Regions from separate parts of the Ovis aries genome. Here region 1 is linked to region 2. A link is a contact called in public Hi-C data. All regions are on one chromosome and are shown on one strand. The core of a region is the stretch at or near the end of the contact, and the rest is flanking DNA. Distances in the headings are between cores, read along the strand shown. Region 1 holds the start of TREX1 (three prime repair exonuclease 1). Region 2 overlaps PFKFB4 (6-phosphofructo-2-kinase/fructose-2,6-biphosphatase 4).

Region 1 (7,246 bases), core at 4,027-6,526, 57 kb before region 2:
TAATTTCTCTGATAGCTCATTGTTAGTGTACAGAAATCCAACAGGCTTCTGTGTATTAATTTTGTATCCTGCAACTTTACCAAATTCATTGATGTGTTCTAGTCATTTTCTGGTGGCATCTTAGATTTTCTATGTACAGTATGTCATCTGCAAACAGTGAAATTTTTTTCTTCCTTTCCAGTTTGGATTCCTTTTTCTTTCTTTTTCTTCTCTGATCGCTGTAGTTAGGACTTCCAAAGCTATGCTGAATAAAAATGGTGAGAGTGGACATCCTTGTCTTGTTCCTGATCTTAGGGAAAATGCTTTCTGCTTTTCACCAATACGTATGATGTCAGCTGTGGGTTTTTCACATGTTGCCTTTATTATTAATATGTTGACCTAAGTTTCCTCTATGCCTGCTTTCTCAAGTTTTTATCAAAACTGGATGCTGAACTTTAGCAAAAGTTCTGCATCTGTTGAGATGATCATATGGCTTTTAGTCACTTTGTTAATGCAGCTTGTCACGTTGATCTGCGGATAAGTGAAAAATCCTTGCATCTTGGTTTGTTATTTTTTTAATGAATGAACTCCAGGAGCCACATTTTTACCAGTTATCTTGGTAGATAGATCACCATTTTATTCCTGTTGACCTTATCTGTAATGTGACACAGCAGCCGTTTCATGGGTGCTTACTGGAGGCCAGACAAGTGCCTTCTGTTCACAAGCCCAGGCGGCACCCTCAGAGCCCTGCGTCCTCCCGCCCAGCACAGAGCCTGGCTCTCTCTGAGCACTCAGTGTTTGCTGAGTGAATAAACTCTGTGTTGAGTTAGGGAATCTTGTCTGAAACGCCAGAGGGAGTGTATTAGATGGTTTCAAGCCAGTTAGGCTCCTGAGTGACTGTCTGATGCCACTTCCCACACAGTACTTCCCTTCCAAATTCCTTCATGCTTACAAGCTGAACCCCATTACCACACAGCTTCCTGTTCACCTTGGAGTAAAAGCAAAAGCCAGGGACAGGTGCTGGGCTGTGCTTAGTCGCTCAGTCCGACTCTTTGCGACCCCATGGACTGTAGCCTGCCAGGGTCCTCTGTTCATGGGGATTCTTCAGGCAAGAATACTGGAGTGGATTGCCGTGCCCACTCCCAACCCAGGGATCGAACCACACTGCAGGCAGATTCTTTACTATCTGAGCCACCAGGGAAGCCTAACACAGGTGCTACCGGGGCTCTAAAGCATTATGTGGTACAGCACTAAGTGCCCAGGCAGCCTGTGGTCTCTTAGGAAGGGTACCACTGCCCATCTAGGCTTGAGGACACGTGATCCCCTCAGAGTTTTGTCTTTCTACCCCATCTGGTGTAACAGTTAGGTGGTCCAGGGTTGCTCCCTGGGTACTGGCATGGCAGGGGCTTTTTTTTTTCTTCTTTTTCTGACAGGTGCTTTTGAACAAAAAGGACTTATCCCCACCTCATGCAGACTAGCACAACTGTTATTTATTGTGCATTTGGGGGCTCTGGAGAAAAAGAAAAAAACATTTAAAAGAAGGCTCTAATGCTATCAGAACATAATTTGGAAATAACTGCGTTGTATATATAGACAGATTTATTTATTTATTTTAGTTTCAGTGGGCCACTTCTAGCCTAATAGGTTACTTGTTAGTGGATACTTGGAAATTCCAGTTTCCCACCAAGTTCCATACTCCCTGGTGACTAGAAACGTTCAGCTTGTCTATCGTACAGGATTTGCTCTCAAATGAGTTTGCCCCAAATAGACCTTGTTCCCTAATGGTACACAGGGAACATTCTTAACCTCATTATATGAAAGGGGACACACCCATAGAACTCCCCTGCCATCTAGGAGGTTGTGTGGGTTGAGCAAACAGCAGTGCTTATCTTGGGACTTGGCTCCCTGGTAATGAATGGGCCAGCTCTTTGCCACTGAGACGGGGGGGGAAGAATGCCCGAGCCCCTCACCATGTACACCTCAAGTGGGTACCTTCACGTACTTGGCTGCAGAGGCGCTAGTGTATCCTGACAAGCGGAGAAAATGAAGTCTTCCTTGCCTGGCAAGTGATTTCATGAGATCCGACCAGAGTCTGGCCAGTCCTTTGGTGGTGGGTTCAGGACTTTCCTCTCACACTCAGCTCAAGACCTGGCTCTGTATTTGATAGCAGAGGCAGGAAGGAGCTGGGAGCAGTGTGGAGGCCAGCTCCCCAGGTCCACGGAGGCATCCCATATTTTCGAGGTGGCACTGGGCCAGGGAAGGTCCTGTCCTCTTTCAGCCACGGCAGCCCCGCAGTGAAGAGTAACTCACTTGTTTGCAGGCTAGCATTTGACCCCAGGTCTGTCTGAATCCAAGCTCCTCTTCCCTGGCCTCTTCAATTTCCTGTTACCAACAGTAAAAAAGGAGGGTGAGTTATGGAGTTGCATTGGAGGCATCACGTCTTTTTGGGCCCCTGTGTTTTAGGTTCCAGTGCGTGTTCAGGGTGCTGCCGCAATGCCTGTGCCCAGAGACACCTCTGCCCAGCGTGCTGCTGACGATTGAGCTCCTGTCCCTCCTGGTGGACCATGAGAAGCTCGCAGCTCAGCTCTGCTCCCACTCGGGTAAAGAAGGCCAGGGGATGGGGGCACATGCCCGGACAGCTCCGGCTGGTTGGAGGGGAGGGAGGTGGCAGGGATGGGCCAGGCACCTCCTGAGGCCTCTCGCAGCTTGTACCTCAGGCGGTGGGTGGGAGGGCAGAGCCTGAGTGCCAGCTGGGGCCTCCCTTCCAGAAGGCTGCCTCCTGCTGCTGCTGTACATGTACATCACATCGAGACCTGACTCAGCCGCCTCCGAGACACAGTGGCTGCAGCTGGAGCAAGAGGTGAAAGCACCAGAGCCCCTTTGTGGATGGCTTGCCACCCCACCCCACGCCACCCCACTGGAGGGGCACTTTTCCTCCTTAGGGGACCAAAGAGGCTTTCATTCACATCGGTGATGTGTTTAGAAACTAACAAGGAAGACTCGTTTTGGGGGGCCCCCTACTATACAGATATAATACACGTGGATCCAGGGTATCCTGGGACTTGGCAGGGTACCTAGAGGTGGGCCAGGAGGCAGGGGGTCATTGGTGAGACACAGGTCTTGATCCTGAGTGTCTCCTGGGAAGGCCCGGGATACCATTACCTCTTGGATCCCATCAGTGCAGACAGTTCAGTTCAGTTGCTCAGTCGTGTCCAACTCTTTGTGACCCCATGGACTGCAGCACGCCAGGCTTTCCTGTCCATCACCAATTCCGGGAGATTGCTCAAACTCATGTCCATTCAATCAGTGATGCCATCCAACCATCTCATCCTGTCGTCCCCTTCTCCTACCTCCAATCTTTCCCATCATCAGGGTCTTTGGAGTCAGCGCTTCGAATCAGGTGGCCAAAGTATTGAAGTTTCAGCTTTGGTATCAGTCCTTCCAGTGAATATTCAGGACTGATTTCCTTTAGGATGGACTGGTTTGATCTCCTTGCAGTCCAAGGGACTCTCCAGACAGGCAGTTGCTTAGGCAACGGGAGCTCTGCGAGAAGCCTGAGAAAGCCCTCACCGTGACCGGAACTGGGGTGGTGGTCTGGCGCGGATGTAACCGAGTCTGTTCTCATTCTAGGCTGTGTGGCTTCTGGCCAAGCTGGGTGTGCAGAGCCCCTCCTCCCCAGTCACTGGCTCCAGCTGCCAGTGCAACGTGGAGGTGAGTGCCGGGGGCGGAAGGGGGCTGGCAGCGGGCAGCCCTGCTGGTGGGTGACAGGGCTGTCTGAGAGCATCCTATGCTCCTTCACCAGGGCTGGACCCTGGTGCTGCCGCTCAGAACCCTCCTCACCCTGGGGGGAGGCTAGGACCGGGGCTGCCCCGCCGAGCGGGTGGTCTGGGTACAGAGGCCACATGCCCTGACCTCCGCCCACGCCCTCCCGCAGGTGGTCAGAGCACTCACGGTGGTGCTGCACAGACAGTGGCTGACGGTGCGGCGGGCAGGGGGCCCCCCGCAGACCGAGCGGCAGAGGCGGACGGTGCGGTGTCTGCGGGACACGGTGCTGCTGCTGCACGGCCTGTCCCAGAAGGACAAGCTCTTCACGGTGCACTGCGTGGAGGTCCTGCACCAGTACGACCAGGTCATGCCCGGGGTCAGCATGCTGATTCGAGGGCTTCCTGACGTGACCGACTGTGAAGGTGAGCCTGCAGTAGGCGCCCCCACCCCAGCACCCACGTGGGGTCGGCCCTGAAGTCCCCAGGCGAGTCAGACCCTCTGGCCTTAAGTCAGCGGCCCACCATCCACACAGCCTTTGCCAGCACCAGGCCACTCCTCCTTTTCCTGCTCTGGCTCCTCTCTCAGTGTATCAGCCTGCCTTTGGCTCGTATCTACTGAGTCAGCCAGGCAGAGCCACGGCTTTTCCAGAAACATCCCTGTCTGAATTGCCTTTCTGTCACTTTGCTTGCAGTAGCTGAGGGAGCGAGGCCTGGGCGTGGAAGGGACTGGTTAGTTCCTGTGGGCCTGGGGGGGCGGACGGAGTGGTGGGGCCACCCCCAGTCCCAGCACCTTTGGGCCTTCACCACAGAACCTTCTGGGTTTTGGCTCAGAGGCGGCCCTGGAGGATCTCTGTGCCGTGGAGACCGACGCGGACGAGCCCGAGATGGACTGTGGCTGAGGCCTGTGAGCACCGAGCCACACGGTGGCACCAGAGCCACTCCTGTCCTTCCCTCCTCCTCTGATTAAAAGCACTGACTGGCTGAGAGCACGCCAGCTTTCTGTTTCCTGAGTTTGCTCCGCATGGGCAGAGCGGGAGGGGCAGAGCAGAGCGGGAGGGGCAGAGCAGAGCGGGAGGGGCAGAGCAGAGCGGAGCCCCAGCCCCATGGGGATGAATCTGCCCTGGGGAAGGAGCCCTGCCCCTGTGGATTTGCCCTGAGTCATCCCTCTCTCCTGAGGCCACCGGAAGAAACCATTGTGCGCAGGGGTGGAGGCGGCCCTCAGCCCAGGCCTAAACCAGGGAGGCCTGGGAAAGTGAGGCGACGGACTGGGTGCAAAATGGCCATGGCAGGGCGGCTCCCGGCAGGCCGAGTCATGGAGCCAACCTCCCCCCATAGCCTGGTCCTCCCACCGTGAGCGTGTGAGGGCCCTGGTGCACCATGCTAGCCAGTGGGCCCACAGCCAGAGATCTGAGGCCTTTGGGGCAGCCCTGCGGGTGCCTGGGGAAGGACGGGTGCTATTAGGAGGGATGGCCCAGGCCAGCTGACAAGCGGGGCGGGCCGTGCTCACACCAGCCGTTGGGCGGGCTCAGGCCAAGTTTCACTTCCCGCCACTGCTGCTGCCGGCAGCAAGAACCAGCCAGAGAGTGTGTACCCTGAGTCATTGCTGCCTGCTGGCTCCTCGGTAAGTGAGAACCCCCAAGGGGATGAGGCAGGGTGGGAGGGCTGTGGGTACCCCAACACACACTAAGAGGGCCCCAGGGGAGGAGCTGAGCCTTCCCCTGGACAGCTGAGTGAGCAGGTCCCACTAAGGAAGCCACCCTACCTTCTCTGTCTTCCTGCCTGATAGTGGGTGCTGGAGCTCAGCAACAGGATCTAATGGGGCAGGGAAGGCCTGAGGTGCTCCCACTCCACCTGCCTTACCGCCCGTCAGCGAGCACTCACGTTCCCACCCCGACCCCTTGCTCCTCCCCAGGCTCAGCGGCAGACACCCACCATGGGCTCACGGGCCCTGCCCCCGGGGCCTGTGCAGACCCTCATCTTCCTGGATTTGGAGGCCACTGGCCTGCCCTTCTCCCAGCCCAAGATCACCGAGCTGTGCCTGCTGGCCATCCACAGATATGCCCTGGAGGGCCTTTCCACCCCTCAGGGGTCTCCACCAACGGCACCCCCGCCACCCCGGGTGCTAGACAAGCTCTCCCTGTGTGTGGCTCCAGGGAAGGCATGCAGCCCCGTGGCCAGCGAGATCACGGGCCTGAGCACTGCCGTGCTGGCTGCACATGGGCATCGGGTCTTTGACGCCGACCTGGTCAACCTGATCCGCGCCTTCCTACAGCGCCAGCCGCAGCCTTGGTGCCTTGTGGCCCACAATGGTGACCGCTACGACTTCCCCCTGCTCCGGGCCGAGCTGGCGCTGCTGGGCCTGGCCAGTGCTTTGGACGATGCCTTCTGTGTGGACAGCATCGCTGCTCTGAAGGCTCTGGAGCCGGCTGGCAGCTCCTCAGAGCATGGCCCAAGGAAGAGCTACAGCCTGGGCAGCATCTACACACGCCTATACGGGCAGGCCCCGCCAGACTCGCATACCGCCGAGGGGGACGTGCTCGCCCTGCTAAGCATCTGTCAGTGGAGGCCGCGGGCCCTGCTACGGTGGGTGGATGCTCATGCCAAGCCCTTCAGCACCGTCAAGCCAATGTACGTGGTCACAGCATCTACTGGAACCAACCCGAGGCCATCTGCTGTCACAGCCACTGTGCCCCTGGCCAGAGCCAATGACACCGGCCCCAAGCTTCGCGGAGACAGGAGCCCCAAGCCAGCCCCTCCCCCAGTGAAGTGCCCTGGAGCCCCACCCGGGGAGGGGCTGCTGGCCCCCCTGGGCCTTCTGGCCTTCCTGACTTTGGCGGTAGCCATGCTGTATGGGCTGTCCCTGGCCATGCCCGGGCAATAGGCCAGCAAGGGAAGTCTGACTAATAAAAAACCCCCACAGCACTGAGCGATCACTCACCTCTACCTGCTGTGGTGGCCTTACAGCTTCCTGCCCACGCTCAGAGACCTGGGGCCAGGGGCACAGAAAATGAGTCTTTACCCCTAATCCCAGCAGCCAGGGCTACAATGAAAGGAGGCAACAGCTCGAAATATCTGCATTTATTACAAACAAGGGTGCAGACCCAAGACTCCAAACACATTAAGAGGTCCCAACCTACGACATGGTAAGACACAGACAGAGGGGTGGGGAACACCGAGGTATGTGTCTAGGTCACAGGAGCCCCCTCAGGGTCCCCTCCACCTTTGGTCCAGACGACACCTTGACCCAGGTGTCCCCGCTGCCAGGACACACCTAGGCCCGGGGTCCAGCAGCCGGGTAGCCTGTGAGGCTGGTGATGGAGAAGCAGGAACTCAGAGTCCCTCTCCTCTCAGGGAAGTCTCCCTCTAGGACCCAACGGTTTCAGCCTCACAGCAACCATTACACACATTTTGAAACAGAAAACAGGTAAAATAGTTAGTGAACAGTAAAATAAAAACACTGCAGGGAGGACACCTGAGTGGACAAGTGGTCAGAGGCTGCCCTG
Region 2 (6,806 bases), core at 1,738-4,237:
TGGCCCAGGCATCAGCCCAACCTGCAGAGGGACCTCACTGGCACAGGCCGTCTCGGGTGTATTCCCGTCCCCTCCAAGGTCAGACGCACCACATCACTCACCACAATGTTGGCAGCTATGACCTCAGGATCCACACAGATGGACTCGACAAAAAAGGTCTGCGGCAAAGACCAGGGCGGGCAGGAGGGAAGGAACCAGAGACTCATTTAAGGCCCTGGGCCTGGCTCCCTGGAGCCCCCTACCCATTGACGGCCATACTGACCAGCCAGGGCCCTGAGGCCCTCCTTCAGGGGAGAGGGCCTGAACAAGGGGCACGGAACCCCCAGCAGGTGCCACCCCATCCAGGACTCGCCCACCAGGAACCGCCCCCTTCCCCAGAAAGAAACCTCCAGGTGGAGAGAAAAGCATTATCGCAAATCTACTCAGGAGCCCACCTGCCTGCACATTATCAGGAGGCCAACAAACGGGCTCCAGGGGCCCTGAAGGTGCCACAGCCCAACCGAGGAGGTAAGCTGGGAGGGCCTCACCTTGTAGCCGTTCTGTTCCCCAAAATTAAAGATGGTGGCTCTCCGTTCTCGGGTGGTATTTGTTGCATCAAAAACCTAGGATCAAATTGGGGTTAACTCAGCCTCTGGCCCTGGAAAAGGTGGGAGGCCACCCGACAGCTGGAGCACAGGGGCTGGGTTTCTGAGACCAGCTGATGCCTGGCCATCCACCTGGCCAGTACCCTTCAGACCTGCAGTGGCTGGGCTGGCCCTCCGGCTCCTTGGCAAGTGCCCCAAGGGAGCTAGAAGGAGCGAGTGCCCGTGCTCACAGCTGGAGAGCAGGCGCTCAGCTCACGTCTAACCAACCAGACTTCCAGTGAAACTAGCTAAACCCGGAGAACGAAGCCCACATTTATTTCTATTCCATCCTGAGGCCCCAGTAAGATGGGAACAGGACAGGAGATGGGCGATGTCAGCATAATTTTTTTCTTTAAGACAGACACTTGGTGAGTGGCTCAGAGAAAAGCAAACACAAGCCCTTAGCAACCAGAGCACACCTGTTTTGCAGACCTAGGATAGTCAGGAACTGGGCACAGGCATCTCGGCAAAAAGAGACATAGAGGAAAGGGGAGGATTGGCTCCACTGGAAGGGCAAGTGGAGCCCCAGGACCCCTCCCTGCCTCCTCCAGGCAGGTTCTGAACTGCCTGGGGCCTGCCCAGCATCCTCACGTGCAGCCCACCCAAGCGGATTTTAGAGCACCATTTTTTTATAAAGGGATATATCATTAGACCAGGGTCACTGAATGCTCCAGCAAAACCTCTAACATGGAAAATGAAGAACTGGGAATTCCTTGGTGGTCTACTGATTAGGACCCCATGCTTCCACTGACAGGGGCACAAATTCCATCCCTGGTCAGGGAAATAAGACCCCACAAGATGTATGGTGCAGGCAAACAAAAAAAAAAAAGAAGACTGAGTCAAACACGATAAAAGGAACTTTAAGGAATGAGGACAGGGCATAGCATAGAAAGAAATGTCAAAAACTTACAATTACTGTCTAAAGAGACGCAAAATGCCATATAGTAAGCACAAAACAAGAGTAGGCTTTGAAAAAACTGGAACACTCAGAAAATAAGGCATTTTAAGTTTGGACATTGTACCAAACTTCAGCCAAACACTTCTCAGATGTTACGGAAGTCTCCCTGAAAGTGGAGCAAGAGACAAAGTGGGAGTAAGGCGGAAAAAAGACAAAGTTAGGGCTTAGGTCTAACACACAGCCACCAGGAGTTCCAGAAAATGCATCTCAGAAAGTGGGAGAGGAGGGAGGTCTTGATGGTGAGACAGTGGTGGGGGTGGCTTAACAAGGTGAAATACATGACAATTTCTCTGACCTGCTGGAGAAGTTTCCTGATGAAAGCCCCCAGCCCAAGGACCCAGCATTGTGGAGACCGCCGTTAGGCACATCACTCTGAAGACCCTAAACGCTTCTCCAGAGAAAGGGCCTGAGAGGCCCCCAGCTACTCTAGGAGAAAAAATCTTTTTTTTTTTTTTTCATCTTAACTTTTTTTGGGGCTGTACTGCACTGCTTAGTTCCCCAACCACGGATTGAACCAGAGTCTTAACCAGAGAGTGAAGAGTCTTAACCACTGGATCACCAGAGAATTCCCTAGGAAATACAACTTTTAAGGAGGATCAACAAATCAGAATGACAGCAGTCTTTGCCACAAAACAAGTCAGTAAACCAAGTAAAAGGAAGACATGGGGTCTAAGAGCCAGGCATTCAACTCGGGAGGGAAGAGAAGGAAATTCCCAGGGTGATAGCTATGCCGCAGACCTAGGGGGCAGCTGATCTAGATGGAGCTGGGGACAGAGCTCCAGGCTGCGTGCCTTCAAGAGGAAGAAGGAAGGAAAAATGGCGATGACGTTTGACAGCAGAGGGTTGGGGTGGGGCCCTTTCCTGAAGACACACTTGCTCAGCTTTGTGCATCTCACTGGAGGGGCCAACACATAGATGGAATTCCCTTACCCAGCATTCAGTTGATTTTGGAATGGCCACCAAATGCTGGGCAGGATGCCCTCCACACCGGGAGAAATCGCAACTTGAGTAACCTGACAGGCCTAACTTGTGGAGTAGCCAACCCTGTGAGTATTCAGAGGGAAGTCCTGCAGGGTCAAACACAACCACAAGCCCAGAGGGAAATTCTTGGCCCCCATCCAGCCTCTGGCTTCCTACTGCAGAGCAGCTTCAGGCTTCCTCCCGAGGGCTGGCACCCAGGATGTCTAGGGCTGCACGTCCCCTGCCTTCCCCTCCAGATGCCTGGTAAGTAAAGGGGTAGAAGTAGGTGGGCTCCCACATGTCACTCCCAGATGCTGCCAGCGTGTTATACTTACCGCCACGTGTCCCCCCTCCTCACTAAGGAACCGCCGAACGTCTCGGAGAGCTGTCAGCGCACACTGCCTTCAGAAAAGAACACATCGTTCAGCCAAGAACCTGCTGGCTGCTGCAGGGCAGTAGGTCAGGGAAACATGCTATGCCAACCAGGAGAGGGGCAGCCCCTGGGCCCCTTCTCTCTTCTCAAGGTTCCTCTTTCCTCGGGAAGATGGCCAGTATTTGGTAACTCTGCTCCTGTAGGTGGAAGGCTATGTGCTCCTGGCCATCAGGAATACTTTTTTTACAGACCAGGGATTAAACCTGGGTCCCGTGCATTGGAAGGTGGATTCTTAGCCACTGGACCACCAGGGAAGTCCAGGAACACTTTTTGAAATATCATGTTTCTGTACTTTCTTCGTTCATCTCATCAGATACAAATCCAGGCTACCATTTTGCCATCTTCAGGACTCCTAAGTGTCCTACATTTCTCCTGATTATCAACATAAGCACTTTGAAAACCAGATACTTCCTTGTGTGTGTGTTGGGCGGGGAAGCTGGCAGTGGGAGAACAGAGACAGTATCGCTGGCCTCCAGCTTAAAAGGCAGGATTAAGCTTCAGGTTCAATTTTCCTTCCTAGGAGGGAATGTGGCCCAAGGAGGCCGCCTGCCGTATCACCAAACAAAGGATGTTGCAGGGATTAAGGCTCAGCCGCTGCAGCCGCCCCAAAAAGTGCACCTTGAGGGGGACTCAGGAAGGAAAAGAACAGAACACTGGACCCAGATAGCTGACATGCATATCAAAAGGATGACTTCAATGAGCCCAGGCTCGTGGCTCTTTCCATTCAAAGAAAAGCTCTAGGTTCCTTAACTTGAGAGGTCTGTGTCCTTTAATTAACAGACTTTCTTGATACTCCTATGTGTCCTGGAACCTTCCTTACTTCTGCGAGCAGTCCCTCAGAGCTATCTGAGAGGCTGTCTTGCACACTCAAGTCCTCAGTTTGTTTGGCTATGCTGTGCAGCCTGTGAGATTTACTTCCCCGACCAGGGACTGAACCTGGGCCCTGGTAGTGAGCGCGCAGAGTCCTAACCACTGGACTGCCAGGGAATTCCCAGGTCCTCAGCGTTGCTCACCGAATAAAACATAACTCTCAAATTTTAAGGTGTGCATTTCTTTCAGTGGACCGAGAACTCCCCAAATGACCCCTTCTGGAGGAGGGCGCTGTGTCTCTGCCTCCTGGACCCCCCACGTCCACAGAGGCTCCGGAAGGTAAAACCCTCACCACGGCTGACCGCTGACTACACTGTGTGTCCTCAGAACACCGCAGCCTTTTTGTTCATTGCTGCAAAGTGGATTGCCACATACAAGGATCTTTCTAACTATCCATTTCTCCTACAAGGTCCAAAGATAGATAAATCACTTTGACCTTTTATCTATGCAGTGGAGCAGAATGTGCCACCCCAAAATAAATCTCTTTGGCAGAAGGATTATTTCAGGCTGATTATTTTTAAGAAACTGCAGACGCAGGAGAAGCTCAGAAAACACGAGTCAGTTATCCTTTTTTTACACGTCTATGAGTCCCTTTGGGGTTCATCTGAAACTATCACAACACTGTATGTTAATTGTCTATATCCCAATACAAAATAAAAAGTTAAAAAGAACAGCTTACTCTTTTTTTCTTTTTCTTTTTAGGGCTTTCATAGTGGCTCAGACGATAAAGAATCTGCCTAAAACACAGGCGACCTAGGTTCAATCCCTGGGTCAGGAAGATCCCTTTTTTAAGAGACATTTACAAATATAAAGGAAACCTCCATCTGTAAGGGTGTCTCCCTTGCCAAACCAGGAGGCGGGAGATGACCTTCTCTCTCTGGAAACTCGTTATCAAAGCTAAAGGCATAGCTTGATTGACTTGTTTAGGCAGCGCCTTGTAGCTTGTAGAACCTTAGTTCCCTGATGGATCAGGGATCGATTTGGCCCCGACGATGGTCCCACAGTGATCCTGTGGTCAGAAGCTTAACCACTGGACCACCAGGGAATTCCCTGAAGGCATAGATTTAAATCTGAGTAACTACCTTACCTTGTTCAGTGAGCTGTTCTGGTAACCTCCCCTGACTCCTCACCCTCAATGTCTTCCCTTCTCTTTAGCCAAAGATGGTTTTTAAGGTGAAGGCTTCCCTGAAGGCATAGATTTAAATCTGCATAAAAACTTTACCCTAATTCACTGGGGCTTTTCTGATAATGTCCTCTGACTCCTTACCCCCCAGCATCTTCTTTTCTCTTTAGCTGAAGATGGTATTTAAGGTGAGGGCTTCTTAGGCCTCTTCCATGTATGCAGGAGATATAGGTGCTATTAAACTTTTTTCTGTCTTGTTAATCTGTGTCATTGTCAATTTAATTACTAGACCAGCCAAAGAACCTAGAAGGCAAGAAGGAAACATTTTTCCTCCCAAACACTGTTACCTATACTTTTTCTGATGTAAGTGTAAAATCAGATCTCCTGTTCGATCTTGGAATTTTGTGTGTAAACTCCGACTGCACCAATACACTGACTGTGCTGAGTGCCCAAGCGTGGCGGCAGAGGCTGAGAGAATGTTGGGGTCACGAGGAAACTGGGGGCAGAACTGAGTCCAGGTCGCTGGAAGGAGCTCTGTTCTCATGCTGCCTTGTGGCCTTTCTGTGTCCTCATATATCCTTCACCCACTAAATTCTGGGACCAGACCCTCCTGCCCACCTGCCTACCAAGCCTCAAATGTATCCTAGTCTAACAAATCATTTCTCTCACTCTGCCCTTCACAGAATTCTTTCTGTGCTGAGACATAAAGAACCGGAGCTCCTTGAAGCCCCTGAGACACATTTCTGCAGTCTCAGCATGGCTAGGGCCATTTCTTGCCACCCACATGCAGAGCCCCCTGTCCGGGCTATGATCTCTGGAGGCTCCTCTTGAGGCTACATCTAGTAGGAGGATCAAGGGGCCCAGGTGAAGATGCAGGGGGGAACAGCCTGGGAGCCCCTGTGGGTGTGAGTGTGGATGGGCACACATGTGCATGGGTGGGTATGTGACGGGTGAGGCATTAGTGAGCACCTGTGAGCATTCCTGAGGGATGCAGTGTGCACGTGCAGAGGGGGTCTCTGTGGTATGATAAATATATCTGGTCTCTGTCCGGGGTTCTTGGCAGAGCTCCTAAAACCCTTGGAACTCCCTAAGTGACAGGAGTGATTTTTGTCATTCACAAGCAGCCTCTTCCAATCACACCTGAGTTGATGCTAATGAAATGATTCAGGGTGGGGCCCCTAGACAGCCTCAGCACGGAGCTGGTCACAGAAAGTGATGAGGAACCTTTAGTCCTAACCACCACCCTCCAGGAAAGGAGGTGGGTGCCGGAGATGAACTGAATGAGGAGAGTCAAAGCACTTCCAGGTTGAAAAGATGAGGTGCTGATAGGGTGTGACGGTGCTGGGCCCCGAGACTAGTTACTGGTGTGTGAAGTGGGGTCAGTTTTGAGGGACTGAGCCCCTAACTTGTGGGAACTGACTGATGCTAATGCTGTTTAGAGAGGGTCAGAATTGAACGGAACTGGTGGACACGTCAGTGTCAGAGAGAACATCCTGGTGTCCCTAAGCCCATGTGTAGTATGTGACTGAAAAGGTAGAATTAAAAAAAAATAGAAAAGGTATAGTTATGATTAAATGTATTCACACGCACATGGGGTATGCCTGTGCACACACCAGTGTGCACGATTATAGGTTTTTATATGTCCAAACATGCACACAGAGGATATGCACGTGCGTGAACACTTATGTACGTTGTACACAAGGTGTGTGCACACACCTTCCTGCATATGTGACTCTGTGCATGTATATGAGTGTGCTTGGCATGTATTTAAGCACATACCGACATGTAGATAAAGAGAAAGCACCTGTACACACACACATGGCTGCGCGTGCCCTCTTC

The links. Hi-C and Micro-C count contacts between places; a contact is called where the count stands out from the background.
Region 1: a contact with region 2 is called in a Hi-C map of muscle, with 4 times the contacts expected there. The contact joins the promoter of TREX1 here to the enhancer-like site in region 2. A contact is called at or near these places in 11 of 16 Hi-C or Micro-C datasets (blood, hypothalamus, liver and 6 more).

What each region holds. Positions count from the first base shown.
Region 1 is chr19:51,426,296-51,433,541 of ARS-UI_Ramb_v3.0, reverse strand. It overlaps TREX1 (three prime repair exonuclease 1), which reads left to right and starts at 5,276. Exons shown (of 2, transcript XM_004023398.5): 1 at 5,276-5,364; 2 at 5,656-6,669. The coding sequence starts at 5,677. The coding sequence ends at 6,624. It overlaps ATRIP (ATR interacting protein), which reads left to right. Exons shown (of 14, transcript XM_027957678.2): 9 at 2,443-2,579; 10 at 2,748-2,839; 11 at 3,610-3,690; 12 at 3,914-4,166; 13 at 4,575-5,364; 14 at 6,016-6,669. The coding sequence ends at 4,642. It overlaps SHISA5 (shisa family member 5), which reads right to left. Exons shown (of 5, transcript XM_042236278.2): 5 at 6,807-7,246.
Region 2 is chr19:51,367,877-51,374,682 of ARS-UI_Ramb_v3.0, reverse strand. It overlaps PFKFB4 (6-phosphofructo-2-kinase/fructose-2,6-biphosphatase 4), which reads right to left. Exons shown (of 14, transcript XM_060402557.1): 4 at 2,877-2,943; 5 at 528-602; 6 at 102-158. Among named protein-coding and RNA genes, the nearest start is that of PFKFB4, 15 kb to the right of the region's middle. Within about 2 kb of position 2,987, at least 7 of the 54 cell types and tissues checked have an H3K27ac peak or open chromatin away from gene starts, as enhancers often do. A contact at or near this core is called in muscle and tail adipose tissue, where this site is marked.